Regions from separate parts of the Sus scrofa genome. Here region 1 is linked to region 2. The links are chromatin contacts, called in public HiChIP or PLAC-seq maps. All regions are on one chromosome and are shown on one strand. Each heading gives the region's core, a stretch centred on a gene start, on an enhancer-like site or on the middle of the called end of the contact. The rest is flanking DNA. Distances are from core to core; before and after follow the strand shown.

Region 1 (4,620 bases), core at 1,382-3,881, 140 kb after region 2:
CAAACTTGCAAGTGAGATCAACCAGGGAAGCCCTAGACAGGTCAAATAATCTCAGCTCTCTGGGTCTGAGGCCTTGGAGGAGTTCCAACCCAATTTTGCTCCCTCTGGTGGCTGCCAGGCTGCTGATTTTCATCTTGGCTGTGGGATATTGGTTTTCAAGGCTACCATGGAGTTAGGAGGAAGGGGTTAGGGACAGAGTTAAATATTATATGTTTAAACATTTTTAAATTAATAAACTACAAAGCTCTTACTGAGATTTAACTGTTTTTATGGAGAAAAAGCTCCCCAGATCACTGCAAGCCTTTGTTTAATTTCCAGAGTACTGAAAATGTTGATTCTGGCCATTTTTTTAAAATCAGCTTTCTCATTTATTTTATGAAAAGAAGAGAGAATTTTCAGAGGTTTTTATTCTGTCATTTCCATGACATCCTACACTAAGTTAGAATTAAGATGTGGTAAAATTTCTCAGATACTTCTTGTGATTATACCTAAATATATTTGTATATATGTATGCATGTTTGTAGTTCTTTATTAATGTTAACACACCTGTGTTTTAGAATCATGAAGGGATAATTGTGGCTGTTTTTATTATGTAATAGATGCTGTGGGCTGAATTTGTGGATCATAGCAGAGGCGAGAAGTGGAGAGAGATGGGTCTGGAAAGATAAGTAGCTGTCAGATCAAGAAGGGTCCTATTTATCATACAGATGTTCTGAAGGTCAGGTTCTTATCTTGTCGCAGAAAGAATTCAGAAACGAGATGGAAAATTGAAAAAAAAATGAGGATTTATTTAAACGAGAAATACACTTCTTAAAGAGAAGTGGGCAGAGAGGCAAGCAGCTGCCCTGCATTTTTTGGCACACCAGTTATATAGGGCATCTAATTTTATGGGTGGAATATTCAAATCCCTGGGAAGGTGGGCTTTGGGGGTCATATTCCTTAATTCTCATCCCAGCTTGATCTTCCCAAAGCGAGGAGGGATTTTTGTCCTTATTTAGTTTTATTAGAAGCGTCATGGCGTTGGTGTATGATGGGTACCTGTTATCTGCATAACTAATTTTTATTATAATTTTATTATAGTTAGGGCATAATGAGCAACAGGTTACATCCAGCATTGGAGATTCATGCTCTTTGTCTGCCTCTAGGGCACTTATCACCCCAAAAGGTGTGGCTTCCTATTAGTCTGGAGGTTCCAGCTTTTCTCTATCCACACATGGGCCCTGCTATTTGCATGAGGTGTGGTTTCCTGCCATTTGGCCCCACGCACCCCTTCTCTGCTTGTGTCTAACTGTTTGCCTGCTGTCACTTTATCCTGACCCAGGGAAGTTACTGTGGGGTTCTTTATAATGGGACTGTCATGCTAAAAGGTGCATTCTTAAAAGATGCCTTGGATAAAAAACTATGACAGTAGGGCTAGAGCAGATTCAAGAGGTAGGATGTTCAGAGTGGAAAAAAGGGAGCTGAGGATGAAATCCAGGTTTCTGGCTTGGAGGTCTGGTGAATGGAAGTATCATTGGCTGTTTTGCATTGCATATACAGGAAGCAACTTAGGGGCAAGACAGTGAAATGCATTTTGGACACGTTGATATTGAGGCACCAATGGGATACTTCAGTGTAACTGTCTAGTCACTGAATGGTTAAATGTGCCTGGAGCTCAAGAGAAAGGTCTGACTGTGTAAACAGGGTAAGTCTTCAGGTCAAAGTGGAAACCCTCAGGGAGAGTGTGCAATAGGAGAAGAGGCCCAGACCCAGGGAAATACCAACTTTCAGGGTAAAAGGGCATGGACTTTAAGAGCAAAGCTTTGGAGCCACACAGCCTGTAATTAGCATCTTGACCCCGGGCAAGTTATTTTACCCCAGTTTCTACCTCTGTAAAAAGAGTATGAGAAGAGCACAATTAGAAGTTCCCTGGTGGCTCAGTGAGTTAAGGATCCCTTGTTGTCGCTGCTGTGGGGCAGGTTTGATTCCTGGTGAGGGAACTTTTGCACACCTGGGCAAGGCCCCCCAAAGAAGAATAGCACACTTAGAACAGTGCTTGCTATTTTTAGTTTCATTAAGAGCTTTGTGAATAAACAGCTGCCCAAGAAGGTGAAGAAGGGACTAGGAGAAGGAGGAAGAGCTCTAAGATCAACGTGGAAGAAAAATTCATACAGATTTATGTCAAATTAAGCCAGTAAGACTATATGATAAGGTTACAGGTCTATGAAGTGTTCATTTTTCAGCAATTAGCGGCTTCAGCAAGAGCAATTTCTGTAGCATGGAACGAGTCAGACTGTCGAGTGTTGAGGAGTGACTAGGCGTCAACACTAATACCTCCTTCCCCTCACCACGTGTCTCCTGTAGGAGATGCTTCCTCCATGGACAGTGAGTTATGGATCATATTCCACTTCTTCTGATTAATTTCATCCACTGATGGCATGATACGTTGCACCACGTTACCTTTATCTCTTCTACATTTGTACCTTGAACGTCTTAGGTGATCAAAGTAACTGCTGATACAGGGGTTTCTGCAGCTTCCCAAATTGCTGTTATTTAGGGAAACCGCTCAGCACCACATCCAGGTCTATTTCTTCCACAACCGCTTAGAGGAGTGCCATTCCCATCCCGGCCACTAGGTGGGTCCCCTCCTCACGTCTGGGACCTCCGGTCACGACCCCGGAAACACATCCCTCACACTGTCCAGAGCGGAGATGGCGGCGGCGGCGGCCCGAGCGGTGTTTTTGCCCGCGGTGCGGAAGCGGCTCTGGGGTTTCTCCAAGAGGCTCTTGGTCGGAGGCCCTGCAAGGCAGGTGAGCTTCCCTTCACTTGTCTGGATGCCGCCCGGGACCAGGCCAGGGCCTCTCCCGCTGGACTCCGCTCGGCGACCCTGAGCCGTAGGCTGTCGGCCCGGCCGCGCGAGTTGCCACCCCCGCCCCCAACAGTGGGTGTGGCTTCCTCCGCTGGGATACGGGGGTCATCAGGTGGCCGGGGAGGCTTGTCACCCGCCGGGGCTGAGCTGGCTTTGGTCACCCGCAGTGCGTGACCTGCCAGTGACATGAGACATGACTTTGGTTGCCGGCCCCTTCCCCAGTTACTCAAAAGTTCTTGTAAAGAGTACGTGTTGGTTACTGCAATCTCAGTGGTTGCAAATTGGGGGAAATCAAAAAGTGAGGACACCCTCTCTCACACACACACTCCCACTCCCCAGATATCTGTTTTTGCCTAAAACTCAGTGTCTTTATCCTCACCTCTGCTTCCTGCGAACCCCAGGGTAGCTAAAGGAAAAGTTTGTATGTTTCTCCTCAGAGACTGGCTTTCTCTAGACTTTGTGGGACTTTTAACTTATGTATAAAGGAAAAGAAAGACTGCGGACAGGCGTGTAGTCCATAGTCAGCAAATCAATCAGCCAGTGTCTTGAGCCTTTCTTCCTATCTTCTCTTTTTCTGCCTTTTTCAAGACTTAGTTTTTTTTGAACAGTGGGAACCTTACACCAATGTTATGTAGGTATTTTTATATTTTTCTCTCCCTTTCTTGCCCCTTGGCTTGTTCCTTCTATAGTGAATATTCAACATTTCTTGGAGAAGTATTCAAAGCAGTTTTCTCTCTGGATAACGATGGTCGCTTGAGGAATGTTCCTAGACTAGGCCAGAGGTGTGGGTGGATCCCAGTGGAATAAAAGTTGAGGGGGAAAGAGTACTTTATAGAGAGGGTCTTTGTGAGATAGATTTGGTTTTCTGATCAACTTTCATGTTACAATAGTGATGTTTTACTTCGTCCCTCCATCCCCAACCAGTCATTATATTTTGGAGGAAACAGATTGAGAAGTACACAGGCTGCTACACAAGTTTTTCTGAATGTTCCTGAAACGAGAGTAACCTGTTTGGAGAACGGACTCAGAGTGGCCTCTGAAGACTCTGGGCTCTCAACATGCACAGTAAGTGTTTCGGCATCAGTTTGACCTCTCATTAGGAGAGAGCAAATTACTGACTTTAATTTAAGCTTTTCAGTTAGTTGGCAGGTGGTTGAAAATAGGGGCAGTTATTTTGCCTTGACAAAAGTGATTCTCACTTGTGAATCTCTTCTGTACTACTTCTATACCAGGTACTTGTGTACTTTAAGCGTCTACACATCTGGTTCTTGAAGCCTGTCATTGTCATGTAGTGTTGATAATAATGAGAGAAGTATATTTGCTAGACTACTCTGTCAGATGTTTTCATATATATTGTCATACTTGATCTTAAAAATAGTTCTTTTTAGCAGGGATCATCATATCCATTTTACAGTTGAAAAACAAGATCAGAGAAGTTAAGTGGTTTTGTCCTGGGTCACACAGCTAATATTTGACTGAACCAGGATTTGAACCTAGACTTTCTGACAATCCGTGATGTTCTTTATACTATGCTTGTTAATTGACTGCAGTAACACACTGAGCTAAGAATCCAGGTTCTTAGTGAAGCTGGTAAGTAGGCTTTGTAGCACCTTAGTAGCCTGATAACCAGAATTTTTAAGTCTCATGGTTCTTAGGATTGTACTGTCAATCCACTCAAGTTAAGACTGGAAAGCACTTGTCAGAAAAAGAAAGAAGACTGCCCCCTAGTTTTACCCCATCCCTCAAAAGAAAGAAAATAATGTTTTACTTAA
Region 2 (4,994 bases), core at 376-2,875:
TTCTCAAAAGATACAGTATACTTTATTCTACACAATATCCCATTCCACTATTCACACTTAGGTTTTTACCATTTTCACTACGCAACAATATCATAATGAATATACTTGTACATCCTTCTGGTTACATGTGCAAGTATATCCCTAAAGCAAACCCTGAGAAGTGGAAATGCTTGATCAAAGCATTTATTAACATTAGCATCCAAAAAAGAGAAGACTGTACCAAAGTGTTCTCCTACCTGAATAGGAGGGTTACTACCCCAAGCTGGGCTCTCAACACTACCTGGCTCTCCTTCTCTTTCCTTCCCTAGACTTCCAGCTCTCCCTCCTTCTCCACATAACTACTCAAAATCCCTTCTGCACCTTCCATCCCCACCCAAACGTACATATTCTTGGCAAATATTTCACCCATTATGTGTAGAAAAAATAGAAATCACCAGAAGAGAACTTTCTTGGCTTCCTGTCTCCAAACCTACAAAACTTATCCACCCCTGTCTTTCTTCTCTCCTGTTTTGGTGGGGAGGGAAACAAGTCCTTCCTCCTGGTTGTGGGGTACTTTTCACAAAGGAATGACTTCCATCTAAAGGTCTCAGCTTCCATCCCTCAGCCAACCTCAGTGTATTTTCTACCTTCATCCTTCCAATGAATACCCAAACTCATCTTGAGCCAAATCCACCACATCTTTTCAGATCCTTATCTGAAGGATAGGTGACATTAAGATAAGGTGGTCCTTATCTTAGGTGACTCTCACCATAAGGGCACACTCTCCTACTCTTCCTCCTATGTCTCTAGGGCACTTCATTCTCAATCCTTTAGTACTCAGGCTCTTCCTTGTCCAAACCTTAAATGCTGGAGTTTGGGGTTTTCTGTCCTGAGTTCCTTTTCTCTTTCTCCCTGGGAGATGTCACCCCTTCTTCCCTTTCAGCCACCATTACCCCTCTGTCGTCAACTCTCTGATGTGTATATTCAGCCCAGACCGCCAACCTGTCAAAAGCTGACTTCATCCTTTCCCTTTTCATTCCTCCTAACCTCCATTCCCTCTCCCCGCCAAACCCTAGGCCCTCGTCTGGGAAATCTCTTGCAATTCCTCCTTCTAAGTCCGCTGCCACGTGGCTCCAGTACCTCGCAGACCTGAGGAATGTAGTTCTCCTTGAAGTAGTTCCTCAGTCTGGGGCTGGCAACTCGCAACGAGGCCATGACCAGAGGCACTGCTGAAACTGCGCTGCTCACCCGCTCTTCAAACCCGGCTCCGAAGCCTCGCCTGAGCTGGGGGCTAGCGCGTCCCGGCGTTGCCCTGGCAACTGCGCGGCGGGGAGGGGAGGGGCTAGGCACCGACTGGTCCCAGGCCCCCAATAGCCTGCGGCCGCTGGCCGCCGGAAAAGGGGCGGGCCTCGGCCTGGCGCCAGCCCGCCTCTGGGCGGCTGTGGAGGCCCCCTGGGTCCTTTTGGGGCCTGGAGCGCTAGCAGCGCTTCACCCTCGCCCCGCCCAGCCTCTAGGAAGCCGCCTGGACGCATCCAGGCCCGAGTGGGCGGTTTTATATTTTAACTGGGCGGCTTCCGGGAGGCGGAGCCCAGACCCTCATTTCCTTTCTCTCGCGGCTGCTTGAGCTCGGGCGGCGAAGGGTCTCGCTGGCTTCAGACCCTGCCCGCCAGGCCCAGCGCTGCGCGCAGCCCCAGCGAGAGCATGGGCGGCGCCCGGGACGTGGGCTGGGTGGCGGCGGGCCTGGTCCTTGCGGCCGGTGCCTGCTATTGCATTTACAGGCTGACGCGGGGCCAGCGGCGAGGTGCCCGTCGGGTTGGACTGCGCCCCTCGCGGTCCGCAGGTAAGGCCTTGGGGTGCCTAATAGGTGGGCCAGCTGGGCACAGGGCTTTCCCAGGGTGGGGTTGAAGCCGCCGCAGGCGCTCATGGCTTTTCAGTGCAGGGGGTAAAATAAGGAGCCCACCTAGGGAGGGAAGGAGGGAGGCTGGTAAGAAGGGTGAAGTTGGGAAGCCCCAACAGGTGCTGAAGGGGAATCTTCAGCCTGTTTGGGGTAGGGTTCATAGCTGCTTCCCTGCCTCCATTTCTTTGTTCAAAACCCCGGTTGAAAAATTGCCCAAACTCTCTTGCCTGAGTCTGGCGTCACAGCGGACAGATTAAGTTTTGCAAAAGCATGTTGATTGCCTCTCACGTTGAAGCTTGCTCTCTCTCAGTTGTTACCCAGTGTGGGTCTGACCTCTTGCTGCTCTAAAGCTAATAAAAAGGCAAGGTTGGTGGAAAGGAAAGTTTCCTTTATTTCTGATGCCAGAAATGGGAGGGGGGCACTTCTGTCCAAAGGATGAATGCCCCGCTGACAGTCAGTGGGCATAAGCTTTATATAGGCGGAGGGAGGGGCTACATGCAGAAACAGCAAAGTCAGCTGTGACAGTCTTCTTGAAATTGGTCACCCCTGGTCTGACCAGTGTCATCTTGATTGTTTTAAGTACAGTTAAGTCTTCAGTTCCAGGGTGGGTTTGTTCCCATTTCTTTGAGGCTAGTTCTCTAAATGGTGGCAGCATATATCACGGCCATAGGCGGATCACGGTGCAGTTGACTTCTTCTACCTGGTGGGGGTTTTGATATCTACAAGATAGTTCATAGGATATGGCTCAGAATATTATCTATAGCCCTTGAGGAGGAACTAAAGGTCCTTGACTTTGCTTAATGACTAAACTGTTATTATTTGGTCTCATTCAACTCTCTTCCTTGGCTCCTGCATTTTCTCACTTCTCCGATTAAATTTATTCTTTGGCTAAAGTTTTCCCACAGACAAAAGGCAGAGGACATGGTGGGGGAGGGACCTTATGGTGTTACCAGAGAGATTCCTCTAACTCTGCACAGTGTTGCAGGGCCTGGAATGATAGATGAAATTCTGCAGACTTTTTAAAATCTATTTTTTATTTCAGTATTCAGTTGATTTACATCGTTGTGCCAGTTTCTGCTGTATAGCTAAGTGACCCAGTCATACATATAATACATTCCCTTTCTTGTACTATCCTCTGTCATGGCTATCCCAATAGACTGGATGTAGTTTTCTGTGCTGTACAGCAGGACCTCATTGCTTATCCATTCTAAATGTAATGGTTTGCATCTATGAACCCCAAACTCCCAGACCCTCCCACTCCCTCCCCACTCCCACTTTATTAGCACCAGTCTGTTTTCTATGCCTGTGAGTCTGTTTCTTCCTGTAAATGCCATATTTTAGATTACAGATGTGATATATGGTGTTTGTCTTTCTCTTTCTGACTGACTTCCCTTAGTATGATAATCTCTAGTTGCATCCTTACTTAGCTTTTAAAAAGATGTACATTTATATCAAAGGGACAGACAAAGGATATACAAGTTTGCTCAGGGAAGCGCACTAAGAAAAGAAAGTCGGGGAAAGGTTTATTTCCCTTTTGGCACATGGAGAAAAAAGTCCATTTTTTAAAAGATTTGGAAGTTCCTGTTGTGGCGCAGCAGAAACAAATCTGACTAGGAATCATGAGGATGCGAATTCGATCCCTGGCCTCACTCAGTGGGTTAAGGATCTGGCATTGCTGTGAGCTGTGGTATAGGTCACAGATGCAGCTCAGGTCCTGCGTTGCTGTGTCTGTGGTGTAGGCCAGCAGCTATAGATTTGATTCAAACCCTAGCCTGGGAAACTCCATATGCTGTGAGTGCAGCCCTAAAAATAAAAATAAATAAATAAATAAAAAAGATTTGTACTTGCCCTTACTTCAAAGCCTAATTTCTTTGTTTCAGAGATACCTCTGTATAAGTAATTAGTCAGGTGACCTGAACTCAGCTACCTGCTCACTTATGCTCACTTAAGATGATGATCACTAACAAAGTCTTACTTTTTTTTTGTTGTTGTTGTTGTTGTTGTTGTTGTTGTTGTTATTGTTGCTATTTCTTGGGCCGCTCCCGCGGCATATGGAGGTTCCCAGGCTAGGGGTTGAATTGGAGCTGTAGCCACCGGCCTACGCCAGAGCCACAGCAACGCGGGATCCGAGCCGCATCTGCAACCTACACCACAGCTCACGGCAACGCCGGATCGTTAACCCACTGAGCAAGGGCAGGGACCGAACCCGCAACCTCATGGTTCCTAGTCGGATTCGTTAACCACTGCGCCACGACGGGAACTCCAAAGTCTTACTTTTAAATGATTTTACAGCTTCCCAAAATCACATTACCTTGGTCAAGCAGCTTGACTTGCTCACAGTCCCTTCTTCCTGAAGTTACACATTTTCTTGGAAGAGGACTTGAGAAATATCCATCTTGTCAGCATCATCCTTGCCATTCAGAGGGTGATCTTTTTTTTTGTATTAATTTTAGGTGTACAGCATAATGATGTGACATTTGTATATGTTGCAAAATGATCACCATAATAAGTTGAGTTGACATCCATCATCACAGATGGTATAACATATAGTTAAAAATTTTCTTGTGATGAGAAATTTTAAGATTGACTCTCAGAGTTCCCATTGTGGCTTGTCAGAAATAAGCCTGACTAGTATCCATGAGGATGCAAATTTCATCCCTGGTCTTGCTCAGTGGGTTAAGGATCTGGTGTTGCCGTGAACTGTGGTATAGGCCAGCAGCTGTAGCTCCGATTTGACCTCTAGCCTGGGGAACTTCCATATGCCACACCTGCGGCCCTTAAAAAAAAAAAAAAAAAATTACTCTCTGGCAACTTTCAGGTATACAATACAGTATTGTTAACTATAGTCACCAAGCTGTATATTACACTCCCAGTACTTATTTCCCGTATAACTGGAAGTTTATACTCTTTGAGCAAAATCTTTCCATTTCCTTCATCCTCCAACACCTGGCCACCACCATGACACTCTCTGTTTCTCTGAGTTCAGATTTTTTAGATTCCACATAAAAGTGAGATCATTCTGTATTTGTCTCTCATTGTCTGACCTATTTCGCTGGCCATAATGCCCTCAGGGTCCATCCATGTTGTTGCAAATGGCAGTATTTCCTTTTTTATGGCT

The links. HiChIP or PLAC-seq counts read pairs in DNA pulled down with a chosen protein or histone mark.
Region 1: a contact with region 2 is called in an H3K27ac HiChIP or PLAC-seq map of alveolar macrophages. The contact joins the promoter of PMPCB here to the promoter of ARMC10 in region 2.

Annotation. Positions count from the first base shown.
Region 1 is chr9:103,313,530-103,318,149 of Sscrofa11.1, forward strand. PMPCB (mitochondrial-processing peptidase subunit beta) reads left to right here and starts at 2,632. Exons shown (of 13, transcript XM_003130241.4): 1 at 2,632-2,789; 2 at 3,773-3,913. The coding sequence starts at 2,691.
Region 2 is chr9:103,178,129-103,183,122 of Sscrofa11.1, forward strand. It overlaps ARMC10 (armadillo repeat containing 10), which reads left to right and starts at 1,626. Exons shown (of 6, transcript NM_001244923.1): 1 at 1,626-1,819. The coding sequence starts at 1,681. FBXL13 (F-box/LRR-repeat protein 13) reads right to left here and starts at 1,251. Exons shown (of 21, transcript XM_013979811.2): 1 at 1,120-1,251. The coding sequence starts at 1,194.